Linked DNA regions of Mus musculus: region 2 is linked to region 1. Evidence: chromatin contacts called from public HiChIP or PLAC-seq data. All regions are on one chromosome and are shown on one strand. Each heading gives the region's core, a stretch centred on a gene start, on an enhancer-like site or on the middle of the called end of the contact. The rest is flanking DNA. Distances are from core to core; before and after follow the strand shown.

Region 1 (4,095 bases), core at 656-3,155:
TTCTGTTGTACATCAAGGAACTGTAAATAGGATGTGATCATGACTGGGGGAGCCACAGAGTGAAGACATCCCGGATCAGCTGGTTCATGCAGGCAGTAGACAGAACAGGAATGATTTAAAAAGCAAGGACAGAGAACCAGCCACAGCACATGGATGTGTCAGAGTGGAAGTTGGAGACAGCAAATGGATGGGACAGAATCCAACAGGGCCCTGGATAAAACTACTGGAGCCAGTGTCCTCTACAGCCTTTGACCAACCACACCAACACTTCTTTAGGCACTTTCTTTTCATCTGTCTCATATTCCACAGGCAGCTGCATTGGAAGGATATGAAAGAGGTACCTTCATCCTTAATATAGAGCTCCTGAAAGTCTAAGACATATTAATAACTAAATGATCCCTTACCAGTGAAAGGTCAAGTCACTGAGTTGCTGGTACCATCCTTGTAGCTCCCCTTACAGTTCACTGTAAGTGCAGGAGGGCCATGATAATGCTGGGATGGCTCCGGGAAGCCAGCTTGGATTTTGGAATTGGTCTTGGGGATATTGATAAACCATCAGGAGTTGTTGTTTCTATCAATGATTAATGATATATTGGGAACTATCAAACATATGGACCATGCTAGAAAGAAGTAAGGACCAAAGACAGGAAGGTCCCTGTGCTACTTTAAAGATGAATAGATTATGTGCAAAGGCCTGCACAAGAAACTAGGTTCCATCTCATCTCAAGGACACTACATTCTGTGTTCCAAAAACTATTTCCTTCATTTATGAATGCACACTTAACTTGGACTTTTATGAACTGCAAATATCTATTTCAAGTGGAAAATTTCTTCCTTAAAATATTATTTATGTAAAAATGTCCTTTTTAGTCAAGAAAAAGCATAAAAATAGACCAAAGCAAAAAACTATTCTCACTTTGCTTGCAGAGTTCAATAAAATGTTGGAAGCTTTCTATATTGTCTGTAGATGGTTTAGGACATTCACTGTTTGATATGTAACACTTTGTCTCAATCTGGATAGAATTTTAATCTTTTTTTCCTCATAGGAAATACAAGTATGATAAAGGGGACGGAGGAAGCTGGGATTTAAGAATTGTTTCAGAAGCTTGGCATGACCTGCTTCTTGTTACATCTTCTAAGTCCCAAATCCAAGCAGTTAGCTTTCTTTATACTCCCAGGTCGCTTTCTTCACTTCCTTTTTTTTTTTTTTTTGTCTGCAGCTTCAATGTGACATACCCACTTTTTTCTCACTGGATTTTCATACCTCACATAACCAGGACACACAGGTTTCTCAAAATGTGCGAGCAACACCAAGGTAAGCTTTGACAAGCTGACAGTACAATCTCACGTCTCTTTCATCCTTGCCCAATCCTGTAGGCATCCTACACTGATTAAGTCTCAGCAGCCCAGTCACTTGTTTGCACGCGGGGGCGTTTTATGAGACTTGGCCTTGGCACTTTACCTCTATTTCTGGACGAGAGAGGAGTTGAGAGAAGGAAAAGCTGTAAAGCAAACAAACAAACAAATCTGGCTCTTTCCTGAGGCCACCGCGAAGGGGCGGTTCGGCTCCTAGCCCGTCAGGACGTGCCCCGCCCCAACTCTCGTCCTCACCTCCCGGCAAGACCGCCACCGGAAGAGGGCGTGGCCTCCGTCGTGGGCGTGGCGCACAGCTGCGAGAGGCTGGACTGTGCATTAGCGGGGGCGTGGCTAGAAAGGGGGCAGGGCGGGGTCTTAGAGTAGGCGGGACCGGGCCGGGCGGGCGCTCGGCGCCTACCCGGCTTGCCGGAGCCACTCGCGCTCCTGCGCCCCGCCAGGCCGGGTTCACGTGAAGCGCCGGCCCTCCGCCCCTCCCTCCCTTCCTTCCCTCCCCCCCTCCCTGTCCCCTCCTCCTGCGGCGCCCGCTCTGGCTCCCCCGGGCCCCCTGCCCGGCTGGGCGCTGACAGCAGCGGCGGGGGTCCCCGCAGCCGCCGCTGTGTCCCGCGCAGGCTCGGGCTGGGCCCGCGGAGCCCCCGGCGCGGCCATGAACCGACCCCTGTCGGCGGAGGCGGAGGAGGAACTGGAGTGGCAAGTGGCGAGTCGCAGGAGGAAGGCCTGGGCCAAGTGCCGCAGCTCCTGGCAGGCGTCGGAGACCGAGGATCTGTCCACAGAGACGACGACGCAGGACGAGGACGAGGACGACGAGGAGGACCTCCCAGGCACGAAGCTGCCGGCACCCGCGGGGCGAGGTCGGTGCGCGGGACAGGGACGTGCGATCAGGGAGGTGGCGTGCTCCGTGCCACCGGGCGCGGGGACCGGACGCCCCCGAACTTTAAATGCGCGCGTGACCCGCGCTTCAGCTCCAGCATGTGCACCTGGCTGCCGGCTGGCTCCCCTGGGTCGGGCGCCGGGAAGGCTCTCGGAGGCTACGGGTTGCCAGGGCAGATTCTCCTGCAAGGGAGTGTCAGGATGGCACAGCCTCTGAGTACTTATGTTTGGGGTCTTTAACGAGCTGTCCCTTCGCTCTACTCCCGCAGGAAACGTGCCCAACGAGAAGATCGCGATATGGCTCAAAGACTGCCGGTAAGTAAAGCGGGGGTTGCCTGGGGGAGAAGCGAGGGGGTTCGACTTCGTCTCTGGGTCCCGTGGTCACTGTAAGCTAGGAACCGGAAAGTGAGCCGGCCGATAGCTTCCTTCTAGAAGCGATTAGAACTGGAAGTGCTGTGGCCGCTGATTATTTGGTGACCGAGTTGACGACTTCAGCAGTCCGGGCATGATGTCAGCAGCAGATCAGAAACTAAAACAGGTCACAGTGATGCTACTTTGGCTGGTCGTGCTTTCTCTTGAAATAATTTTGATGTTTCACAGAACCTTTTATTTTTCTTTATTTTGGCATCTGCATATCTGGCATAGAATCATTTTCCTTTCAAACGTGTTATAGACGAGTTTAATTTACTTAGCTACACTAACTGGGGTTTAATTTGTGTTGTGTGCCTTAGGTCTCTCTGGGGACCTATTAAAACTAGCCAACTTGCTCCTTGGAGTTTAAGTCCTGGGACAGGGTTTTGTCAGATGGCATTGGAATTCGCAGAAGGAAATGGAGCTTTGAAGGCATTCATACTTTATGAGTCTGTTTAGTTACATACTTTGGCAACCTGCACAAAAATGTTTGATAAAATACAGAGGAGATGGGTTTTATTACAAGTAAATTTGACTAAAGTAAAATGTGTTTTACTTCTATTTTTTCCCCCAGTTTATTTGCTCTTTGAAAAACCTTGTGTGTGAAGACTATAACTTTTAAACTTTGGTTGGCATTTGCTTCTGGGCATATTATTGTTTTCGCAAATTATGTTTATCCTAGGGATTATTTGGTTGTTGGTTTTTTTTTTTTTTTCTGTTTCTTTTTGAAAGCTACTCACATATGGAATTATTTTTTTTTTTTTTCCCTGTAAAGACCAATAGCTGTCTCTGTCTTAGTTCATAACTGGAGCCATACTGATTGTTAGCTGCAGAATTTTACTTAGGCATCATAGACTCGTCTGAAATATTATGGGATGTATAGGCATTCCTTTTAAAGATGCACAGAGGCAAATACATTGCTTCAAGACATCTTTAGGTTAACCATCAGCCTCTTTTAACCCCTTGATTTTCAGATGACAAGAATATGGCCTTTACAAAGCACAGTACTATACTGTGTGCCAGGGGCTCGCCATCAAACAGTGTTAGATTAGAAGGCTGAGATTTTTAAATGTACATCTTCAGAACTTTCTAGGAGAGAACTTACAAAGCAGCATCTCTGACGTTTCCACATCAAGGAGGGAACGGAGTAGTCTGTCCTTGCGTTTATTCAGGACTTTAAAGTTTACATCTTGGTCTCATTTAAAATCCACTCCTTAATATGTTATTGGCTTACACTGAAAACAGGTCTTAAAATTTCTAGCGTTTTTATCTCAAGGGGATAGTCGAAGGATTTTTCTTTTTCAAATGTAAGAACAAGAGAAAAATCACATTTCAAAAATGATATATAGGAATTGAGATTGTAGAAGAAATCATATCAAGGAGATGGAAAATAAAAACAGTTTTTAGATAAATGAAGTAGTCTAATGCTAACACTGACCA
Region 2 (4,095 bases), core at 1,117-3,616, 240 kb before region 1:
TGATAAACAGTCAGACACTCAGAGCTCAAGTTGCCTGACCTAAAAAATCATTTGATCACTTTAAAAGTCCTAAAATTCATAAAGAAAAGTCACAAAGAGAGCAAAGGCCAAAGAGTTATTTGCAACACTTTCATGGAAAAGAACTTAGAAGACTCAAGCAGGCATTCCACAAAAGAAGGAATGCAAATCAAGCAACAAACACGTGAAGAAGTTCAACCTAATTAGTAATCAAAGAAATGCAAATTTAAACAACCAAACACCACTCTGCCTTCTAGGTTGGCATGGGATCAAAACTAAGGGTAGGCCATGGTACAGCTGAAAAGGAAGCAGTTTTAGAGCAGCAGAAGCAGGCCAGTGGTAGCTGCTGGGCACTATGCTGTGAGCATCAAAAGATTCCCAAATGTGAATTGCAGCAGTATTCATCATAGCAAAATGATTGGAGCTTCACTAGTGTCCGTTCAGAGGATGGTAGAATAAACCATCCTTGCCTTTTGCAGCTTTTATTGAATAAGTGTGTGTCCGCATCCAGAAAGACATTGACACTAAGAATGAATGCATGTAATCAAAGCAAGTTACAGAGCTGGAGAGATGGCTCAGTGGTTAGGAGCACTGACTGCTTGTCCAGAGGTCCTGAGTTCAATTCCCAGCAACCACATGGTGACTCATAACCATCTGTAATGGGATCTGATGCACTCTTCTGGTGTGTCTGAAGACAGCTACAGTGCACTCATATACATAAAATAAACAAATCTTTTTTAAAAAGCAAGTTACACAGTTGATTGTGGGGGGGGTTGAACCCACTTACATATTATTTAGGAAGAAAACCAAGAAATAAAATAACCACAGAAAATGCTTAAGCCTAGTCACCACACAGAGAGATAAAAGCGAGAACATGAAGTGCTGGTTTTCTCATCAGTCTCCAGCTTTCCCTTCCACAGTGATCAGCAGTCGGGGTAATTTTAAGTGTAGGAAAGGGGAAAATTGGGGGCACGAAGGCTCAGTGGGGAAAGAGGTTTGGTGAGCTCTGAGCAACTCCTGGCCATTGTCCTCTAATATCCACCCTGGCTCAAGCACTCTGAAGGAAAAAAGGAGGGAGGGAGGGGGGGAGGGGGGGAGGGAGGGAGGGGGGACGGAGGGAGGGAGGGAGGGAGGGAGGGAAAGGCTTTTTGTGTGCAGAGTTTTTAACTTGCTTTTCAGAATTAACTCCAAAACAATAAGTAATAAACCCAGCTGAAGGAAAAGGAAAGCTCACCCAAGTGTCACTGAGGTCAAACTTGGAAACAACTTGTGTGATAATAGAATGTGTGTTTCCTGAAGCACATTGATGTAGCAGAAGACTGTAGCACCATTGGAATTTAGTGTTCTGTGTAGAAATGGGTCCAACAAAAAAGGCATGTTAGAACTCTGGGAGCGCTTGACTTGGAAATGTTTTTATCAGGAAGCTTTGGCCTAAATGTTTAATCAGCAGTGTGGGCTGGGCTTAGCTGCACCCTTTAGGTTTTGAAGTTTGTAAGCAATGAGCAGGAGACCTGCTGGCTCTGGGTGAGGCAACACAGCCAGCCTCCTGGATCAGAGGTTAATGAAAGTCTCCCCAGTTGCCTGGGGAAAGCCCTAGGGCTAGCCTCAGGAAAGGCTAAAGGTTCTGGGCATTATCTGATGGGATAAACTGAAAATCTTAGCTCATTATTTCTCCTCAGCCACTACTTCGGGACACCCTTTGGACACTCTCAGGGTACACAAATATTCATTATAAACATGAGTAAAGAAAACAAAAGAAAATCAACTGTGTTGTAAAAAGCAGTGTTGGTTCCGTAAAGATGGATTACCTGCCTGTGTCTCTCTAAGGATTATTTTAAGAGTGACTTAGATTCCTTTTTGTCTACAAATGAATCAGGAAGAGGCTTTTGAAAGTAAGTGCTGAACAAAGGGCTGAGATCTTAAATCTCTGCTTGGATTCCATTCTCTTGAATGGCTGGGCTGAGTCACACTGGCCACTCCTGGGATCGTATCGGTTTCCGTCACAAGGAAAGCAAATATTCACATAATGCCACGTGAAAGCCATATTTCCATGAACCTATGATGATCAGACTGTAGAATAAAGAAAGAGTTCTGAAGAGAAGCACCATGCCCGCTGATTTTTCTGGGCATGTGTTTCAAATGTGGCTCTACTTCCTACCTTAAGAACAAGTGGCACAGCTATTAGGAAGACTCTGAAGTACAACTTCATTTATAAATTCATATTTGATATCAGGAGATACAAATGCAGAAATGGTCTACAGGCACTGTGTTGCAGGCTACCTACATTAACCCCTCACACAGTGTAGAGCTCTGGTTGGTGGCATGTGGCTCGTTATTTGAAATCTATTGGCTCATTAGGATCATATTGGTCGTTGCTAGTTGCTTCAGAACACTAACTGTCCTCTCGCATTACTTACAGAGATACTGGGGCCATCTGTTCTTGCAAGGGATTTAAGTATGCGTCTATTGGATAGCTTGCTATTTATTTAATTCAGCACCCACTTCCTATTGTATCTTCTTGGGGGAAGGGGAGCCAATTTAATTACAGGGAATAAAGATAACCTTTCCTGGCAGGTTACCAGGAAAGCAGGACCTGTTCAAAATGGGTTACAGTGGCAAATAAGGAGAGCAAAGCCAGTGACACTTAAGGATAGTGAGCAAAGGTTTAACAAAAATAGGACAGTGAGCTGCACTTTTAAAAATATTACTGTAAGCCCAGGGCTTGTCTGCATCAATCTTGGCACATCTGCCTGATGCGGACCGTAAACAGGATTAAAGCTGGGTTTATCTGCCTGGTGCTAATTGTGCTCACAGTTCCTGCACATGTCCACTTTTTAAAACGTGGCTTGAAAAACAGCCTGCTGGATAGATGGCACTAGCACAACACCCTGAACACACACACATACACACACACTCTCTCTCTCTTTCTCTCTCTCTCACACACGGTGTATGTCACATTGTTAGGCAAAATGATGCCTAACAGGGTATTTTTTTTTCTTGGCTCTTCAGAATTACTTATCTAATCCCCTAATTAAAAATACAAAATTCTGTTTGAATACACCACATACTGAGATAAATCTGTGAAGCAAGGGACCAATAAATTTGAATACACTCTAATTGTAAGTAGAAAACACAACGTAATTGTTAATAATCAGGTTAAACTAGGGTTTACACAAATAGGGCCAATCCTGTAGCAGACTGAAAATGTGCTTCAATGTAATGCTCTCCTGGAGAACGTGGCACAGCGTTGGAGAGCAGAGGTGCCCAAACTCCTAAGCACACATGAATATCAAGATGGAGATATGGTGAACTAGTATTCTTATCTAGTAAAAATATTAGAAAATTTTCGTCTTATTTGAGAGAAATTCCAAATCCACTGTCTTACACTTTTACTAAACCAAATTTAATATTGGAGATGATTTTTCTGCCTGTGGGTTTCTTCAATTTAACTTTTCCTATCGAGTGTAAGTACCTCAAATATGTCTTGTAAGTCTTTAAACACTGGAAGATGTAAAGACATTTCTTTTCTTTCCTTTTCTTTTCTTTTTTTTTTTCTTTTTTCTTTTTTTTTTTTTTTTTTTTTTTTTTTTTGGTTTTTTTTGTTGTTGTTGTTTTGTTTTGGGTTTTGGTTTTTTGAGACAGGGTTTCTCTGTATAGTCCTGGCTGTCCTGGAACTCACTTTGTAGACCAGGCTGGCCTCGAACTCAGAAATCCGCCTGCCTCTGCCTCCCAAGTGCTGAGATTAAAGGCATGTGCCACCACGCCCGGCGTAAAGACATTTCTGCATCAAAATCAAAATGTACTAATGAAAAGTTGATACATTTTAAATAGTCTCCTGTAGCTCGGGTTTTAAAATACAGATAAAAATGCCAGTTCTTTATTCGGAATAATGCCCAAATTTTCTATGCTAAATCTATTTCTTGAGATATATATATATATATATATATATATATATATTCATGTTCCAGACACCTTGGCCAGTTCTGAGAGATCAGAGGGTTCTTTAAATTTCTGCCAGTAACAAAAGATATGCCTACATCTGCAGTGCATAATTTGGGGAGAGTGGGTTAAGTAAGC

Evidence for each region. HiChIP or PLAC-seq counts read pairs in DNA pulled down with a chosen protein or histone mark.
Region 2: a contact with region 1 is called in an HNF4G HiChIP or PLAC-seq map of pancreatic cancer cells. The contact joins the enhancer-like site here to the promoter of Itprid2 in region 1. A contact is called at or near these places in 2 of 39 promoter capture datasets (the 3T3-L1 cell line and liver), 2 of 484 Hi-C or Micro-C datasets (the C2C12 cell line and embryonic fibroblasts), 3 of 115 datasets of contacts at active chromatin or transcription factors (embryonic stem cells and pancreatic cancer cells) and 1 of 9 other capture datasets (pancreatic islet).

Annotation. Positions count from the first base shown.
Region 1 is chr2:79,633,520-79,637,614 of GRCm38.p6, forward strand. It overlaps Itprid2 (ITPR interacting domain containing 2), which reads left to right and starts at 1,906. Exons shown (of 18, transcript NM_080558.4): 1 at 1,906-2,225; 2 at 2,514-2,559. The coding sequence starts at 2,021. Gm46751 (a long non-coding RNA gene) reads right to left here and starts at 1,543. Exons shown (of 2, transcript XR_001783386.2): 1 at 1,463-1,543.
Region 2 is chr2:79,397,020-79,401,114 of GRCm38.p6, forward strand. All of the region lies in intron 1 of Cerkl (ceramide kinase-like), which reads right to left. Among named protein-coding and RNA genes, the nearest start is that of Cerkl, 30 kb to the right of the region's middle. Within about 2 kb of position 2,367, at least 41 of the 459 cell types and tissues checked have an H3K27ac peak or open chromatin away from gene starts, as enhancers often do. A contact at or near this core is called in the C2C12 cell line, pancreatic cancer cells and pancreatic islet, where this site is marked.